2 separate regions of the Ovis aries genome follow, and region 2 is linked to region 1. The links are chromatin contacts, called in public Hi-C maps. All regions are on one chromosome and are shown on one strand. The core of a region is the stretch at or near the end of the contact, and the rest is flanking DNA. Distances in the headings are between cores, read along the strand shown.

Region 1 (3,680 bases), core at 434-2,933:
GGAAGATGAGACTAGAGAGATAGGCTGGGGGTCTTCCCTGGTGGTCCAGTAGTTAAGAATCCATTTTCCAATGCAGGGGACATAGGTTTGACCCCTGGTGAGGGGACTAAGATCTCACATGCAGAAGGACAACTAAGGTTGTGCTACAACTAGTGAGTTTGAACCACAACTGGAGAGAAGCTCACGCTCTGCAACAAAACGCTTGCGTGCTACATCTAGGACACGATGCAGCTAAATAGGTAAATAAATATTCTTAAAAAAAAAGAGAGAGAGAGGTTGGATCTAGTTTCTAAAGGGCCTCGTATGCCCTCCTAATACACTTGAACTTCATTTTTTGAGCAGTGAAGAATCAATGGAGTTTTTAAATTAGGAAGTGACAAGATCAGTTTTGATTCTGCCTGAACAAATTACTTTCAGGGAGCAATCTCTGCCCACATAATATTCTCATTGCTCTTTGCCCACTGCAGCTATGTCCCCCTTCATCAAGTCATTCATTCGTTATTTCCCCCACAACAAATGTTTACTGCTTGTTTATGAACAACGTACTGTGTAAGGGGCATGAAGAACAAACAGGAGTGAAAGACGCTCCTTGCTCTAAATGAGCTTTCCTAACCCAGAGTTCAAATTTAGCAACATAAAGGGTGACCACACAAGCCACGTGAGCAAAATTCTGCACTGGGGTCTCTGGCTCCTGTGACCCTTTCTCTCCATCAACACATCCACTCTGGTTCCACATACGAAATTCTCTTAAGTTCGCTTCAGAGTTTCACAACCTTCTCTTCCAAAAGAAACCATCATTGTTTCATCATTGCTATCACCATCCTCAACGTCATCATACCATCCTCACAAAACAGCAGAAAGTTAGCATTTATCTAACACTTTACAGTTTACAAATCTCTTCAGTATACATTACCTCATTTAACCCTGACAAGAACCCTATGAAGTATTGCTATCATCACCTTATAAATGAAAAACCAAACCCAAACTAAGCATGAGGTCATGAGAAATGGCAGCCCGTCTAAAATCACATACTCAGAAGGGCCTGAAATCCAGGTCAGGGGAACAGAGAGAAGTAAGAAATGACCCTCACTGCACTTGCAGATTTTCTAGCTTCTGGTTTTCCACTTTGTTTCTCCCTCAGGACAACAAATATTTTCTGAGCATCTATGATGTTTCAGCCACAGTCTTGGGGCTGCAGAGTGAACGGCAAAAGAAAACACACAGGGTCTCTGCGTTCTTGGAACCTAGCAGCGCTTATAGTCTGGCTTTGGGGGAGGGGGATGGGGAAGCGGGGGGAGCTTTCCCTTTTGCTGCCACTCCTGACCAACTGGTGAGGGAGGGCTTTCTCCCAATTGGTCCAAGGACAGAACGGGCAGCTGGTCACTATTTCTCCACCTCTGCAGCGGCCCCCTCCTTAGCCAGTGTGTTTGTTTTCCTCCGGATTAAGCACAAACGTGCTGGATCCTGCCGTTTCTGCCCTCTCTCGCTGGCAGCGGACTCTAAGGTGTTCTAACAGTCAGAGCTCCTCAGAAAGTCTATGCTACTGGTCTCTTTCCTCACCACACCTTCCTTTCTGTGGCCTGAGCTGCTGGGGTCTTGGTCGCCTCTCAGGGCTGGCTATTGCGCAGCCAAGGGGCGGGGCTCGGTCCTCAAGGGGTGGGGCTCGGTCACCAAGGGGCGGGGCTCGGTCACCAAGGGGTGGAGTTCACAGCGAAAGCGCCTTCGTCACCAGGCTTATTATTCTGCACTGGGAGCCCAGCCTGAAAGCATTTTGCAATTTTTTCCCGAGCTTTCTGGTCAGCAAGCCTAGTTCTCTGAGCTAATGGCCATTTCTGACCCTGCCTTCTCTTGCTCGTTAGTGCCTGTTCTGCTGCTCTTCCTCCAGGGCTGGTACCCTAGCTGGAGGCACCCAGTAAACAATTCCTTATCACTAACATTCCCCCAGCCCCCCTGGAGATGTCTGCAGGTGACAGCGTAGCCTTCTGATTCCAGCCTGCGGGAGGCTTACTCTGCTATGCAGAGTAGTCTGCTATGCAGATTCTATCTAAAATGGGAAAAAAGAATTTCTAACCACGGACTAGACGTTTGATCTGAAGGATGAAGTTAACGTGGCCAACCAGGCCTGATTTACCAGACTGTCATAGGTCTGGCCTGGGGACCTTAAGTGACAATAGCAGAGAGGATCTGTGGCTAACAGGGAATCTGCGGATAGTCTCCCTTGTTGTCATTCAGTCGCAAAGGGTCGTATCCAACCCTTTGCGACCCCATGGACTGCAGGACGCCAGGCTTCCCTGTCCTTCACTGTCACCGAGTCTGCTCAGACTCATGTCCATTGATGCCATCCAACCATCTCATCCTCTGTCGCCGTCTTCTCCTCTTGCCTTCAACCTTTCCCAGCATCAAGGTCTTTTCCAATGAGACGCCTCTTCGCATCGGTGGTTCTCAAAGTCATCACAGCTCACATTTTCTCACTTTCTGTTTGATCCATTTACTGACCCGGGTGACAATGGAAGCTGGGAACTGAGAACTCAACTGTTTGGCACTGGACAGTTCCTTACAGGGGAGGTGACACGGGTGTTCGTGGGGTTCAGACCATGCCTTGGTCTAGCTCTGTACCAAAGAGTCCCTCTCTCCACCCATGCATGGCCTCTGCCAGTGGGGCTAACCTGTGGGGAGCATCCGAAAATTCTCCATCCCTAAATCCTAAAAGCATGATCTTCCCCTGGGGCAGGTGTGGGGAGTGGGAAGTGAGCTGCTCTCAACAGAAATAAAGGGATTTCAGATATTGGAAGTGAGATGGAAGCAGGCAGAGAGGAGCCTAACTTCTTGTCTGGAAAATGAACATGGCCAAGAGGTGAAATTCAGCAAGAGGGGTGGAAGAAAGGGATGGTCGTATGTGTTTCTTTTTTAAAAAAATGAAAATAACAAGATTTCCAATTATCATTACAAACTCACTGTGGAAAATTTGGAAAATAAAAAAAAAGAACTGCAAAGAAAATACTCATAATGTGGCTACCCACTCCAGTGCTCTTGCTTGGAGAGTTCCGTGGACAGAGGAGCCTGGCAGTCTATAGTCTATGGGGTCATGAGGAGTCAGACACAACTGAGCCACTTTCACTTTTTACTTTCATAAGGAAAATGGGGCTTCCTAGGCGGTGTGAGTGGTAAAGAACCCGCCTGCCAAAGCAGGAGATTTAAGAGATGCAGGTTCAATCCCTAGGTTGGGAAGATTCCCTGCAGAGGAGCATGGCGGCCCACTCCAGGCAATATTCTTGCCTGGAGAATCTGATGGACAGAGGAGCCTGATGGGTTATAGTCCATTGAGTCGAAAAGAATCAGACATGACTGAAGTTACTTAGCACAGTCCTATGTAATATTTTGAAATGTTGCTTTTGACTTTTTTCTCAGTCCCTAAATACTGTCCCTGATGGGCCAGTGATTAGGACTCCACCCTTCCACTGCCGGGGGCCTAGGTTTGATATCTGGTTGCCCCTGGGAAAGGAAATGGCAGCCCACTCCAGTACTCTTACCTGGAGAATCCCATGGACAGAGGAGCCTGGTAGGCTACAGTCCATGGGGGTCTCAAAGAGTTGGACACAACTGAGCAACTTCTCTTCACTTTGGGGAACTAAGATCCCATAAGCTGATTGCTGTGGTCAAAAAAAAAAAAAAAAAAAAGA
Region 2 (3,680 bases), core at 877-3,376, 210 kb before region 1:
TATGTTTAGCACTAGTGCTGGTACTATCATGGTGATAAAATATTATAGTAACAGTTCAACTTTTCATTCTTATAGTACAGAAAAATACCAATTTTGCTTTCTAGAACTAAAAACACGGAAAGAAGCAAAATCGTTTTGCCGCTCAATTTCGAGTCCACAAACCTACATGCACATGAGCTTTACATTAAAAAAAAAAAAAATCCTGTCAGCCTGATATTCTTAGTTAATAGATGCTCAGACGCAAAGGTGTCCAAAGGAACTTATATGAAATTTCACAAAAGAAAATCCAGAATTTACGATTCCTAGTACCCCCACTATCCACCCCCTACCCCTACAAAAAAAAATAAAAAACAACCCCAAGGGTTTTTTTTTTTTTAACGCTAACAATTTAATAAAAGAACGACTAACAAACATTAATTAAAATAACCGCTTTTCTGCCCGCGATTTTACGGCTAAATTATGAGTTCATTTTCCTTTACCTAACGCATGACGTCCTTCCACCGCCGTGTCAGAAGTTCAAAGATCCAGGTTGTTTAACAGGGCGAGGACTGCAGCCTGGAGTCCAACCCCCCCGCGACTGAACAGGTGGTTAACTCAGCCCGCTGAGGAACGGCCAGGTACCGGCACCAGCCAAACAAGATCAAACACACCGGGCCGGGTTTTCGAGGTTTGAACCCCAACAGGCGCGGGGGGAGAGTCTCTTGAGAGGGGCGTTCAAGTTCGGCGGCCGCCGGGCGGCCACAAGCCCGGGCGCTGCGGACGCTCGGCGATCCTCTCCGGGAGGGCTCCGGCACTCGACCCCCGCGCCGCCAGGAGCGGCGCTGCTCGCCGCGGGCCGCCGGCCAGGGGGGGCGGAGGGAGGACCGCCCGCGCCCCCGCGCCGCCTCCGCGGGCTGGTGGCGGGGCCGTGGCCGCGCCCCCGCGAGCGCCTCCCGGAGAGACTCGGGCCCGGCAGGTGCCCGACAAGCGGATGCGTCCCGCCCGCGGCCCACTGCCCCCGCTCGGCAGAGCGCGCGCCCCCAGGACGGGGTGGGCCGCGCCCCTCGACGGGCCCGAACCCCCGCTCGGAGCCCCGGCCCTTCACACTCAGCCTAACGGTTTCCGTGACGCCTGCCCCGGGGCGCGACGGGACCGGGACGCCTCAGTCTCGCCCGCCTTTCCCGAAGGGAGCGCCCGCGCTCTCACCTCCGAGTCACGCCGCTCTGAGGCGGAGGAAGGCGGCTACCCCGGTGCCTCTTCTTCGGGTTCCTGATCGTCCTCGCTCCACCTCAGCGGCAGGGCCAGCTCTCGGGGCCGCCGCAGCCGCTGGCGCACTGACTGTTGGGGTGGTTTCCCGGCAGTGACGGCGCCGCCTCAGCCCCGCTCCTCGCTCCCTCTCCGCGTAGCTCCCGCTTTCTGTTTCACCCGAGGGACCGCGAACGCCGCCGCCGCCATGCTTACTACGGAGCCGGGAGGAGGAGCCCGGACTCGGCTCGCCGAGTGCGGCTGCGCGAGCCCCGCCGACGGCGCCCCCGGCCGGCCCGGACCCCGCGTCCCCGCCCCGCGCCCGCGCCGGCCGCCCGGCGGGTCTTTCCTCGGAGCGCCGGGCGGCCGAGTAGCCCCACCTCGCCGCAACCCGGGACGCCCACCGCCCTCTCGGGCTCCGGGCTCTCTCCCGAGGCCCGACTGCGCCCGAGTCGTCGTAGCCGCCGCGGCGGCCAGGCTGCTGGCGACACTAGGGAAATGAGTTAGTAATGGACGTTCCTGGGACCACTCACACAATTTCTCAGTCCAAACTCTAAAAGACTCCTTGTGAGGCGCACCGGGTCTGCCTCTTTCCGAAAGCACAAAACTTGATGCCGGCAGGTGCTTTTAAAGACACTCCCCCAAGGAACAGGAAGCCAACCGAAGTGGGCTTGGATGTTTTCAATTCCAAACGCTTTAGTGCCCGGGATCTCCTCAGCAAGCAAAAACACTTAGATATTTACTCCAGTTGAAAATGTAGGGGTTAGTTTTTTGGCCTCTTCCCCAGTCAAATCGCATGGAATCCCATTACCTTAATTTGTGCAACAGCCTGAAGACCTGGAAGGGAACGCAGCCGAGATTTCCCTGAACCTCCAGCGACTGGGGGCGCTGCAATAATGCCTGAGGGCTGCCCTGGGCTGCTTCCTTTTGCGGGTTCTAGGGGTAGTCCTTGGGACAGGGAGTCTAACCCAGGAACTGACCCTTCAGAAACAATGGCGATGTAACCAGGCTTCTTTGTCTGGTTTTATTTCGGTTTATTAATTGTGCTGCCTTTCAAAAATAACAGTGCTTTTTTCCTCCACCTTTTAACAGGAATTCTCTGAAAATGTATTTATTCCCTACCTTAAGGGATACAATGGTTAATGAAATCCTTTGTTGATGACTGGCCATCAGATGCCATACCTTGGCCATAACCTAAAGTCCCAAAGGATTGCTGAGGTATATAGGGTCTCTTAGGTGATCTCTGTTTTCTTCTCTTTGGAATGTTCTCATTACCTTTTCTAATATCTGTTACTGCTTCTCCTCTTCTCACCTGCCTCTTGAACCACTCAGATCCTTCCTCTCATCCTTTCTACTTTACTGTTTATTTTTTACTCTTTTCTCCTTTCTTCTGTGCTTTATCTCTATAGCTCCAGGTAATGATTGATGAGGTGTTTATACCCACAATCAGCCAATGAGAGATTTGGTTTCTTCCTCTTCTTCCCATCAGTAAATAGGACAGTGACTCTGTATCAAGTGGTATCTTGAGATATTTTCATTGTTGTTCACTCTCAAAAGTTCTTTTCCTGCAAGAGAGAGAGGTGTTTCCTTTTCTTAACTTTCAGATTTGGCCCTCTTCCAGACAATTGCTGGAAAGCTGATCTCTGAATAACTGAAGCATAACTGTATGTTTTAAAATAGGACTTATCAGAGCGTGGGTGAGTTGGGTGGCTTCTCCATATTGCTTCCCTAGCTCTATTTGGTCTGAGACTAAGCTAGTGGTTTCCAAAGCCAACTCTAAGTAATTTCCAAAGCTTCCTATTCAGGAGCTTTTTAAAAAGACAGAATCTTGTAATCTATCCCTCAAGATTTAATTCCTTTGCCATTGGTGTGGGGGTAAGGGGGAAAAAGTTCATTAAAAAAACTATATTATTAAAAATTATATTTGGGGCATACCTACATGTATAGGCACAACAAGAAAGAAAAGCTATTTTGGAGGAGACTAAGACATGGCATCCGGTCCCATCACTTCATGGGAAATAGATGGGGAAACAGTGGAAACAGTGTCAGACTTTATTTTTTGGGGCTCCAAAATCACTGCAGATGGTGACTGCAGCCATGAAATTAAAAGACGCTTACTCCTTGGAAGAAAAGTTATGACCAACCTAGATAGCATATTCAAAAGCAGAGACATTACTTTGCCAACTAAGGTCCGTCTAGTCACGGCTATGGTTTTTCCAGTGGTCATGTATGGATGTGAGAGTTGGACTGTGAAGAAGGCTGAGTGCTGAAGAATTGATGCTTTTGAACTGTGGTGTTGGAGAAGATTCTTGAGAGTCCCTTGGACTGCAAGGAGATCCAACCAGTCCATTCTGAAGGAGATCAGCCCTGGGATTTCTTTGGAAGGAATAATGCTCAAGCTGAAATTCCAGCACTTTGGCCACCTCATGCGAAGAGTTGACTCATTGGAAAAGACT

What was found. A called contact is a pair of places that touch in the nucleus more often than the background predicts.
Region 2: a Hi-C map of liver shows a contact between it and region 1, with 8 times the contacts expected there. The contact joins the promoter of FNDC3A here to the enhancer-like site in region 1. A contact is called at or near these places in 6 of 16 Hi-C or Micro-C datasets (blood, liver and tail adipose tissue).

The regions. Positions count from the first base shown.
Region 1 is chr10:18,843,659-18,847,338 of ARS-UI_Ramb_v3.0, reverse strand. No RefSeq gene overlaps it. Among named protein-coding and RNA genes, the nearest start is that of TRNAC-GCA, 22 kb to the right of the region's middle. Within about 2 kb of position 1,683, at least 27 of the 54 cell types and tissues checked have an H3K27ac peak or open chromatin away from gene starts, as enhancers often do. A contact at or near this core is called in liver, where this site is marked.
Region 2 is chr10:19,058,980-19,062,659 of ARS-UI_Ramb_v3.0, reverse strand. It overlaps FNDC3A (fibronectin type III domain containing 3A), which reads right to left and starts at 2,126. Exons shown (of 26, transcript XM_042254706.1): 1 at 2,036-2,126.